Regions from separate parts of the Sus scrofa genome. Here region 2 is linked to region 1. The links are chromatin contacts, called in public Hi-C maps. All regions are on one chromosome and are shown on one strand. Each heading gives the region's core, a stretch centred on a gene start, on an enhancer-like site or on the middle of the called end of the contact. The rest is flanking DNA. Distances are from core to core; before and after follow the strand shown.

Region 1 (5,425 bases), core at 1,582-4,081:
AAGTATGTAGAGGAAATGAACAGTGACCAATAACTCTGCCATCTGAGAGGACTGCTGTTAACATTTCAGCATATTTTTTTCATATTTTTTCTGTGATTTTTTTTTTTTTTTTTTCCTTTTTAGGGCTGCACCTGAGGCATACAGAAGCTCCCAGGCTAGGGGGCAAAGCGGAGCCACAACTGCCGACCTACACCACAGCCACAGCAACACCGGATCTGAGCCTACGCTGGAGCTTGGACAACACCAGATCTTTAACCCACTGAGCGAGGCCAGGGATTGAACCTGCATCCTCACAGAGACAGTATTGAGTACCTAACCCAATGAGCCACAACGGGAACTCTGTGCTGATGTTTTACACATCACTAAGGGCATACATTCTCTGATACCTGCGTACTGACTTTTTCATTGACAGCATTTCATATGTGTTTTCTCGTTACATTAAACATTCTCCGAAAACAGTTTTGAAGCCTACATAATAGTTCATGGTATTAATGATGAGTAATTTATATAACCATTCCCCTACTGCAGTACTTTTAGGTTGTATCTAATTTTTTGCTACTATAAATAAAGTGGTGACAACATTTTTTTGTACAAAATAACTTTGCTCATAATTTACTTGATTCCGTAGCACTAACTTCCTGAGGAAGTGTTATTAAGCTTAAGGATAAGAATATTGTTAACAACAATTCTTTGTTAAAGAAAATGAAGTTAGCCTGGACCACATGTTGGCTCTTACTGGGTCAACACTTTACTTCTAAATGTTTGAAACCAGCCATTTGATAATCTGTAGCCACTCATCCCATCCCATATATATAAATATAAATATATATATATATCTTTTTTTTTTTTTTTGTCTTTTTCTAGGACCGCACCTGCAGCACATGGAGGTTCCCAGGCTAGGGGTTGAATTGGAGCTGCAGCTGCTGGCCTACACCACAGCCACAGCAACGCCAGATCCAACCGCATCTGCCACAGCTCAGGGCAATGTCAGATCCTTAACCCACTGAGCGAGGCCAGGGATCGAACCTGCAACCTCATGGTTCCTAGTTGGATTCCTTAACCCCTGAGTCACAAAGGGAACTCCCACTCATCCCATATTAATGTCAAGTTCACCGCTGGATACTTTTGAGATTCCTAGGTTTTAGTCTTGATGAAAATCAGGATGACAGCGCCTGCGTCTTTGGCTTCCAGCGACACTTGGGTTTGTCACAGTCTCCCAAAGATGATGTGAGCTTGTCTGCGAGCCCCCTCAGTACCCTGGGGGATAATTCATCCAGGTCAGAACATCTGAGCTCTTTTGGGGCATCAGGGTGCTGAGGTCTTACAACCTCCTTGGGTACTCGAGCTTCAGTGTCTCATGTCGAGATTGTTCCTCAATTTTCCATTCTTAATAAGGAACGCTGACGGAGTGTGTGGCAGAGACATTCAGCTGCAGGACAGTTTTCCTTCCTTCTGAGCGCGCCCCTAGACTTCACTCCCCAGGTTCCCCCACAGGTGGGCGTGGCCGTGTGTTTGGGTTCCAGCCAATGAGGGAGCGCGAGCAGAGATCTGTGTGCCTGGCGGGTCAGCCTCGAAAGGGGAATGGAGGAGACTCCTAGGAGCTTGGAAGTCACGTGACGAGGATGTGCGGGAAGGAATACCCTGCTGCCCCATTCACCTACCTGCAGGTGTCCTTGACCGTGGAACTGCTTTTGTCTTTTCCCTCTATGGGATCATTAGCAATTTAGAAACTCACTTGGTCCTGCTTGAGCTCTTTGATTCTTGTATCACAAGATCAGTCACACCTACCTTTTCTCCAAATACCTTGAGAGTCTCCTTCCTGAGTCTTGTTGCACACTGGACGGTCCAGCAAGCCCTTCCCAGCTATCCAGACTCCTGAGTGGCGCTGAGCTGTCTCTGATTTTCAAGTTCTGGGCAGACTGGCCTGTTTGTGCAGAATTAGATCCAAAATGCTGCTCCTCTTCGTTTTCTCTGCATTCTAAGGAATGGAATTGTTGTTTCAGCAAGAATTTAGCAGAAACCTGGAGTTCCCATCGTGGTGCAGCGGAGACGAATATGACTAGGAACCATGAGGTTGCAGGTTTGATCCCTGGACGTGCTCGGTGGGTTACGGATCTGGCGTTGCCATGAGCTGCAGTATAGGTCTCAGACGCAGCTGGGATGCCACGTTGCTCTGGCTGTGGTGTAGGCCAGCAGCTGAAGTTCCGATTTGTTCCCTAGCCTGGGAACCTCCATATGCTGCAGGCACAGCCCTAAAAAACAAAATAAAAATAAAAATAAAAATAGAAAGAATTTAGCGGAAACCGCATCACAATTTAAGGAGACTGAAGGGGGGGGGACAACTTTACAGCCACAACAGCCTGGTACACCAAAAGGTGGATCTTGCCGCCTGGAAGGGCTGATCTCCCACCTCAACAAGGTCTGAATGCTTGAGTTTGGCAGAAGGAATGGGAGAGAAATAAACGACTCTCCCGAATACAGTGAGGAGAATTTGGAGTTCCGGAGGCAGTCGGAAAGGGAAAGGCTAGGAGGAGAGACAAGAAGGCGAGGAGACGAAAAAGCCACTAAGTGGGACCGTGAGGGAGATGGCCAGCTGACAGAGTCCCCATAGGATGGGACAGCTAAAGAACTTCCGAGGACAGAGGTGTCTAACATTTAATCTGGAGTTATGTAGATCCTGTCCAGTCCCCTTGTTAAAGGGGTTTGCACAGCCTGGGACGGGACAGCACGCAGGTGGCAGACAGTCCACAAACTGCTGGCACTCGGCAGTGGCAGGGCCTCGGGGCCAGAGGTGACTGTGCACATGAGCCTCCTCCCACTTCCCGGGATGTGGCCAAGCCTTAGCAGGAGGGCTTTAGGCTCCCCCAGGCTGTGGCATGGACCCTGGAACCAATACTCTCTAGGGAGGTTTCACCTGACATCTGAGTCACACACCAAACGTGGCCACTGCTAAAAAAATAATGGTGATAATATAAAATTAAATTAAGAATTAAGTAGGTAGGTCAGGTATTTGGCACCTTAGAACCCTGAGGCCCAGAGAGGTTATGTGAGGTACCTCAGGGACCTGGTGTCACGGTAGAGCGGCTCTGATCTCAGGTTCTCTGGCTCCTGGTCCCTGCCTCCGTGCCCGGGAGGGGAGAGCAAGGCCATGGGGCTGGAAGCAGCATCATTCCTCAGGCACCGTGTGCTCCTGGTCCCTTGTGGGCTCAGCTCTTCCCTGAGCGGCTCCCACAGGGATCTGGGAGTTAATCAATAACTTGTTCCGCCCATGAGCTGAGCTCCCTGGTGGGAGTGGGGAAGATGTTCCTCCTGCTTGGGAGACAAATTTTCCTTGGTGAGGGGAAGCATGTGAGAAACAAACTCATTAATAAGCTCATCAGTGTTCATAAAATTTGTTTGTTTTTTGCTTTTTGCTTTTTAGGGCCTCACCTGAGGCATATGGAAGTTCTCAGGCTAGGGGTCAAATCAGAGCTACAGCTGCTGACCAGAGCCACAGCCACAGCCACAGCAATGCCAGATCCCCCACCCACTGAGCGAGGCCAGGGATCGAACCTGCATCCTCATGGGTACTAGTCTGGGTCATTACTGCTGAGCCACAACAGGAACTTCCAAGATATTTTATTTGACTGTCAGAGGTTGTCTTTGTTCCCATGGAAGGATCTGGGCCCCCAAATGAGAAGAATAAGCCATAGGTGGGGAGACACTGGGGCCATCCATCAGAGAGTATGTTTCTTGCCGCACTGCTTTCCTGTCCTCTAGACAGGGACGCGTGTTGACTGGTGAGAAGAGGAGGAGGTTTCTTGAGTGCAAGGGGCCCAGGCACTCCTCCTGAGATAAAGAGTCATAAATAGACCTCAGGCCTGACCTGGAGCCAGGCTCAGTGTCCTTGGGCTGGGAGGGCTTGCAGGCCAGGGCTCAGGTGGAGGGGCTGGGACCAAGCAGCTGCTGTGGAAATTTCCATGGGCCATCCACCAGCTTTTGGGAAGCTCTGGAATCCCTCTCAGCATGAGGAAGACATGGGTTATGAAAGAGGCACAAGATGTGGTCCCAGCTCTCAAGGAGCTTGGCCCCGGAGAGGATACTCAGGGACGCTTGCCCAGAAAGCAAGGGAACATCAGGTTGGAAAATCTTAATGTTGTAAATAAGGTCAAGGCCTGGGACTAGTCAAGAAAAAGTCGATATTGCCTTCCAAGTATTTAAGCCCCATTTCGCCTTCTAAGAAAAATGTTGAAAATAAAAACTTCACATTCAGGTAAAAGCTGATTTTATGATCTCAAATACTACTACAGGGTCACAAACAATATATGATTTTTATTTATTCATTTATTTATTTATAGGTTTTTTTTTTTTTTTTTTTTTTTTTTTGTCTTTTAAGGCCACACTTGCCACATATGGAAGTACCCAGGCTAGGGGTCGAATCAGAGCTGCAGCTGTCGGCCTACACCACAGCCACAGCAACTTGGGATCCAAGATGCATCTGCGACCCACACCACAGCTCACAGCAACACCAGATCTTTAACATTCTGATCGAGGCCAGGGATCGAACCCACATCCTCAAAGATACTAGTTGGGTTTGTTACCACTGAGCCACAATGGGAACTCCAATATATGAATGTTTTTAGAGGAAAAAAATGTACCGTTTATCGCCGGTGGCTGCAGTCTGAGACATCCTCAAGGAGTGAGGTTAACACTGGACGTCATTTTTGGTACAGACGTCAGTTACTGCTCATCAAAAGACTTCAGTTCCATGTCTGGGTAATTGTTACCAAAAGCTTGGAAGTGTGTAATTTTGTAAAACCAGATGTTGCCACCACCCCAGGAACGAGAGCTGTGTGCGAGGTTTTCCCCCTCCCCGAGTAAGATTCAGGCTGTGTGTGTTTGTGTATGTGTATGCACACGTGCATACACATGAGCAAATGTGCACAAGTGTAACTTGCCATGTTCACCATAATGCCGCCTTCCCAATGTACCGGGGAGGATGCTTTGGGTTGCAAGTAAGAGAAATCATGAAGAGAATTTATTGGTTCAGGTGGCTGAGAAGTTAGGGAAGCCTTTCAAAAGAGTTTAATCAGGGCTCCATGCCTCTGATTCTCTCTGCCTTGCCTTCCTTTATGGGCCAGATTCCTTGGTAGGCTGGCTTTCTTCAAGGTTACAAGATGCCTCTCAAGAGCAACTCAGTTGGAACTGAACAATTAAGTCAAAATATCTTGACAAGTCTAGAGAAAGAGGGACCATTGCTTCTCTTAACCATTGAGCCTAAGACCTACACTACATTCTGATTGGTCCATTTCAGGACCAATCACTGTGTGTGTGCCATGTGCTGACAGGCCCAGGCTCAAAAAAACCTATCACTTAGACAAATGCATTGGGATTGGCCTAGCCCATAATTGGGTGGGGTCAATGCCACTCACATTTGGTTGCTTAA
Region 2 (5,425 bases), core at 1,440-3,939, 440 kb after region 1:
GCCCCTCCCCAACCCCCTTGCTCTCCCCTCTCTCCAAACGCACAGGACAGACATGTCAGGGATTTTTCCACTTCCCGAGCCATTCTATTAGTGCCACCAATCAGCTCTAAATTGCATCAGAAGACAGACAGAGCTCTGGAGTTCCCTGGTGTTGCAGCGGGTTAAGGATCTCTGATGTTGTCACTGCTGTGGTGCAGGTGTGATCCCTGGCCCGGGAACTTCCACATGCTGCAGGTACAGCCAAAAAATAAGAAAAGGACAGACAGACAGAAACTATGAACTCCTGGGCTGTAGCCAGCTGGGCCACAGTGCATCGAGCTTGGCTGCAGAAACTCCAGAGCTCAGTCCTCCGTGTGGGCAGGGAGGCTGGCCCAGACAGACGGCAACCAGACACTCAGCCAACTCGTGGGCAATGAGATGCCATGGGAACAGCAAGCAGAATGGGCAGGTAGAATCAGGACACCCTGAAACATGGCTTCAAACACCCGTTATGCTACGAAGTTTTGAGAAACGTTCCTTAAACTGCCAACCAACTAGAAAGGCAAACTGCAAGAGGGCAGCGTCAGTAAGACCAGAGAAAATATCTTCTGGGGAGTTCCCATCATGGCTCAGTGGTAAAGAACTAGTATCCATGAGGATGCGGGTTCAATCCCTGGCCTCGCTCAGTGGGTTAAGGATCTGGTGTTGCCGTGAGCTGTGGTATAGGTTGCAGATGTGGCTCAGATCCCACATTGCTGTGGCTGTGGTATAGGCTGGCAGTTGTAGCTCCAGTTGGACCCCTAGCCTGGGAACTTCCACATGCTGCAGGTGCAGCCCTACAAAAGAAAAAGAAAAGAAAAGAAAACCCCTTGTGGGTTGAGATCTACATGACGTGTGCCTTCCCAAACAGCACCCGTGCCAGGCGGTTGGTGTACAGAATAGAGGCAATGGCGCTGCTGAGTTATAAGCAGACGGGGAGGCCCAGAGCTGAGCCAAATGACCTCAGCTCTTCCTCTCCTGACTTTGATTTCACCCCAGCACAGAGATAAGATGAAAACCACCCGCCGCCACTGTATCTTCTAAATCTAAGTGTTGTCCCCAACCAGCAGCTTTACCCGGGGAAAGTGTGAGACATGCAAATTCTTGGGCTCCACCCCAATCTTACTGAATCAGAAACTCCAGGAATATGGAGTTCCCATTGTGGCGCAGCGGAAACAAATCGGACTAGTATCCACAAGGTGGTGGGTTCGATCCCTGCTCTCACTGAGTGGGTTAAGGATTTGGCGTTGCCGTGAGCTCTGTTGTAGGTTGCAGACGTGACTCAGATCCCACATTGTTGTGGCTGTGGTGTAGGCTGGCAGCTGTAGCTCTGATTTGATCCCTAGCTTGGGAACTTCCATATGCCGCAGGTGAGGCCCTAGAAAGAAAGGAAGGAAGGAAGGAAGGAAGAAAGAAAGAAAGTCTAATCTGTGTGCTCTTTTTGAGCTTGTTGATTCTGATACAACACCTAATATGCTCGAGAACCACTCTTGTAAATGAAGATGCTGCAGGAACCCCAGGATGCAATTTGTTGGATTATGGACAGCAGACGAGGGTGCAGCCACGTCAGCTGAAACCTGTGGCTCTGGAAACGTGTTTCATTCAGCACCTCAGCTGCCTCTCGTGTCAAGCACTGTGTCATCTGGGTCCAGACTCCTCCACCCCCAGCGGCTTTAGTGAGTCTGGCCACCTCCTCTCCCTGGGAAAGCACAGGAGCAAGGCTAGTAAGCCCTGGTCAGGTTCAGCAGAGAGGTCCCTGGGGACACTCTATCTCCTTATTTTGTTTTTTAATCTTTGGGATCAGTGGTTCACTTCCAGGTCCAGCAAGAATGGTTGGCAAGCGACGGTTGTTAGGTGGGGGAAGCACTGGCCTGGAACACAGAGATCTCGAGCTCAAAGGAAACGGTGTGGCCTGGTTAGAGCAGCTGGGGAGCTGATAGCAGCTGAGCGGAGAACAGAAGCTCAGGCGGGAAGGCAGAAAGCAATTTAGCTTTAGGGGGTTCCATTCCCCTGGTATATAGAAACGTTACAGAAAAGCCTACATAGCACTATAACTAAAACCCGCACTCCCACCACCTAGAATTAAGAACTGTTACCATCGTGTCAAATGAAAAGGCTCTGTTTTAAAGCAGAGGTGAGAGAACAGGAGGAAACAGGCGACGCATTTCTGAAATCTTTTTTAATGAAGACTGTCCTTGTTCTTTTATCAGGACACTTTTTGACAGTGAGGTTTCCACATAGCTGCTAAAAATAACTTGTAAATTTGCCTAGCTGGAGACTGGAGAGTCGGAATTTACAAATAACGATGAGCAGAAAAAGAGCTGAAAAGGAAGCCAGCTCTTTTCTCTGGGAATAAACAGAACATGCTTTTGGACAAGCACCTCCTGAAGAGAGCAGGGAAGGATATCGGGCTAGTCCAAGAGAAATCAGGCTACAGATCATTAAAGTTTAAGGCTTTCCCATCTCTGTTGATGGAGCTGGAGCCAAACCTGGAAGCCACAGAGGAGAGGCCCATTACCAAGGGCACTCCAAGGGCACTCCCCTCCCTGGCTGACCTTGAACTACTGCTTGGGGGGGAGGGTCACCCATCAAAGCCCAGAGGCAGTAAGTATATGGGCTGAAGTAACGTTCATGAGCCTCTGTGCTTGTTCCCAGGGTGGGGACAGTATGGATGTCTCTAGGCTGAAGAGCTGGTCTCCCAAAAGGACAAAGACATGCTGTGCGGAGCTGATCCAAGAGCAGGCGGGGGAGGGGCTGTCATCTTTGCTCTGATCCAGCCAGTTTCACAGCCCCAATAGCGACGATAAGAACCTCCAAAATGAAACTACCCGTGGCACTGAGGACCTGCTTCTCTTTTTGTGACATCCTCATTCCATCAGTAAAGGGAAAATATATGTATTTCTTAAAATACTTGGAGTTCCCATTATGGCTCAGTGGTAATGAGCCCAACTAGTATCCACGAGGATGCAATTCGATTCCTGGCCTCGCTCAGTGGGTTAAGGATCTGGCATTGCTGTGGCTGTGGCACAGGTCACAGACATGGCTCAGATTGGTGTTGCTGTGGCTGTGGCATAGGCTGGCAGCTGCAACTCTGATTTGACCCCTAGCCTGGAAACTTCCATATGCCATGGGTGCAGCCCTAAAAAGACCAAAAAAAAAAAAAAATGGGTTTGCTTAGACAAACCCATTTCCCCTGCAGGCAGGCCAAAGACAGAGGATGTTAGGGGAGTTCTTCTTGCTCTAGTTACTAGAGAGCCAGTAGAAGGAAACCTAGATTAGATACCCACTGGGTACTGATCTTTTGCGTATCTATTGCTAAATCGAATAGTTATTGGAAAGTTTAATAATGCTAAGCATGCAACTCCACTGGGCAGCCTCAGTAAAACTTCCTGTACCCACACCTAGGTGCACAGCTGCCTCGTGACAGCATGTCCCCCTACACACGTAGGTCTCTATCACAGGACGCCCCAGTCCCCACCCCACCCCCTCCAGAAGCGCTAGGTGCCATCACAGTCACAGTCCAGTTGTGACCCCTCCGAACCTCTACTGATGCAAAGGAAGCATGTTAGCTGCTGCCAGAGCAAACTGCCAAGGAAGCCTGCAGAAGCACTCAGGCTCATTAAAAACCAATAATAATAAATGGATTTTTCACCTGGTTTCCTATGGAAAAAATAATACTGGGGAGGAAAAAAAAAGAAAATGTAGAATACGTGTGTGCATGCGCGCCTCACTCTCATCTCAGAAATTCATTATTTCAGCTAATAAACTTTTTTTTTTTTTTTTTTTTTTTGCTTTTTAGGGCTGCACCTGTGGCATATGGAGGTTCTCAGGCTAGGGGTCGAATCAGAGTGCAGCTGCCAGCCTACACCACAGCCATAGCCACGTGGGATCCGAGCCATGTCTTTGACCTATACCACAGCTCAGGGTAATGCTGGATCCTTAACCCACTGAGCAAAGCCAGGGATCGAACCCTCATCCTCATGGATACTAGTCAGATTCGTTTCCACTGTGCCACAACAGGAACTCCAACCCACTGATCCCTAACCCTCAAGGATGCTGGTCGGGTTTATAACCCACTGAGCCACAATGGGACCTCCCCAGCCAATAGACATTTTTGACCCCTACTATGTGCAAAGCTCTGTGCTTGATTCTGTTAACAAACAGGAGCAAGACACAGTCCCAGGCTTCCAGGAGCTCACAATTAGAGGAGAACATCATACATAAATAAAAACTAGGAAGTCGTGTTATACGTTCTATAATAAAGACTCATTCTTCTATTCAACAAAGATTTATTGTTCACGATGTGCCAGCCTCAAGTATGAACACATCATTTGGAGAGCACAGAGGCCAAGTGTAACTACCGTTCCTCTTTCCAACACGGAAGATGTGATAAACGACCTCCCGTGCTTATGCTCTTGAAGATTACGGTCCAGATCTTTTCATAGACCCCTCACATCTGGTGTGTGGCAAACAGAATAAATACGGCCTTCTCAGAATGGATTTCCTGTCCTGTTATTCACCAGGCAGTTTCAACCTCATCTGTCTTTGCCATTCATTCACCAGTTCTGTAAACACTTAGCGAACACCTTCAATATGCTGGGAACAGGGGTGGCACAAACAGGAAGCCCTCTGGTTGTTCACAGCTCAATGGGGGGAAGCCAGCAAATAACAGACAGACAATATGGGGAACACGGTGTCACAGGCATGGGGTCCCTGTGAAGGGTGCACAGCGGAAGGGCTGGTACCCCAGCCTGGGGCGGGCAGGGAGGGCCTGGGAAGGCTTTTTGGAGTGAAGGCTAAGCTGAGTCTCAAAGGAGGATGCGTGGGAAGAAAACTAAGTTGTGTGCGTCAGAAGGACGGCATTTCAGGCAGAGAGAGACAGAGCCGGGAGATGCTGCATGGGCTCAAGGAGAGCGCCAGGCTGTCCGACCTCCTGAGCTTTGCATTTCCCAAAGCTTGGTCTTGTCCGAGGTGCTTGGCATTGGTGAGCTTTCTTCAGCTAGCTGATTATAATAATAATTAATCTAATTATAATAATTGTTATTATTCTTTTGCTTTTTCTTTTTTAAAGGCTGCACCTGCGGCATATGAAAGTTCCCAGGCTAGGGGTCGAATCAGAGCTGTAGTTGCCAGCCTATGCCACAGCCACAGTGATGCAGGATCCGAGCCTCATCTGCAAAGTATACCACGGCTCATGGCAATGCTGGACCCTTAACCCACTGTTCGAGGCCAGAGATCAAACCCGCATTCTCATGGATACTAGTCAGGTTCACTGAGCCGCAACAGGAAGTCCCCAGGTAACCAAATTCTTGAGAGGATGAAGGAGCAAGTAGAACACCAGTTTCTCAAGGCTGTCGGGTGGGCCAGATGTTCTTGTGGGCACTGGGATCCGGATATGTGCAGAAGG

The links. Hi-C and Micro-C count contacts between places; a contact is called where the count stands out from the background.
Region 2: a contact with region 1 is called in a Hi-C map of skeletal muscle, with 4 times the contacts expected there. The contact joins two enhancer-like sites. A contact is called at or near these places in 21 of 47 Hi-C or Micro-C datasets (adipose tissue, alveolar macrophages, embryonic fibroblasts and 13 more) and 2 of 2 datasets of contacts at active chromatin or transcription factors (alveolar macrophages and skeletal muscle).

Annotation. Positions count from the first base shown.
Region 1 is chr10:14,575,705-14,581,129 of Sscrofa11.1, forward strand. No RefSeq gene overlaps it. Among named protein-coding and RNA genes, the nearest start is that of COQ8A, 19 kb to the right of the region's middle. Within about 2 kb of position 2,832, at least 2 of the 83 cell types and tissues checked have an H3K27ac peak or open chromatin away from gene starts, as enhancers often do. A contact at or near this core is called in skeletal muscle, where this site is marked.
Region 2 is chr10:15,017,237-15,022,661 of Sscrofa11.1, forward strand. No RefSeq gene overlaps it. Among named protein-coding and RNA genes, the nearest start is that of AHCTF1, 22 kb to the right of the region's middle. Within about 2 kb of position 2,690, at least 26 of the 83 cell types and tissues checked have an H3K27ac peak or open chromatin away from gene starts, as enhancers often do. A contact at or near this core is called in skeletal muscle, where this site is marked.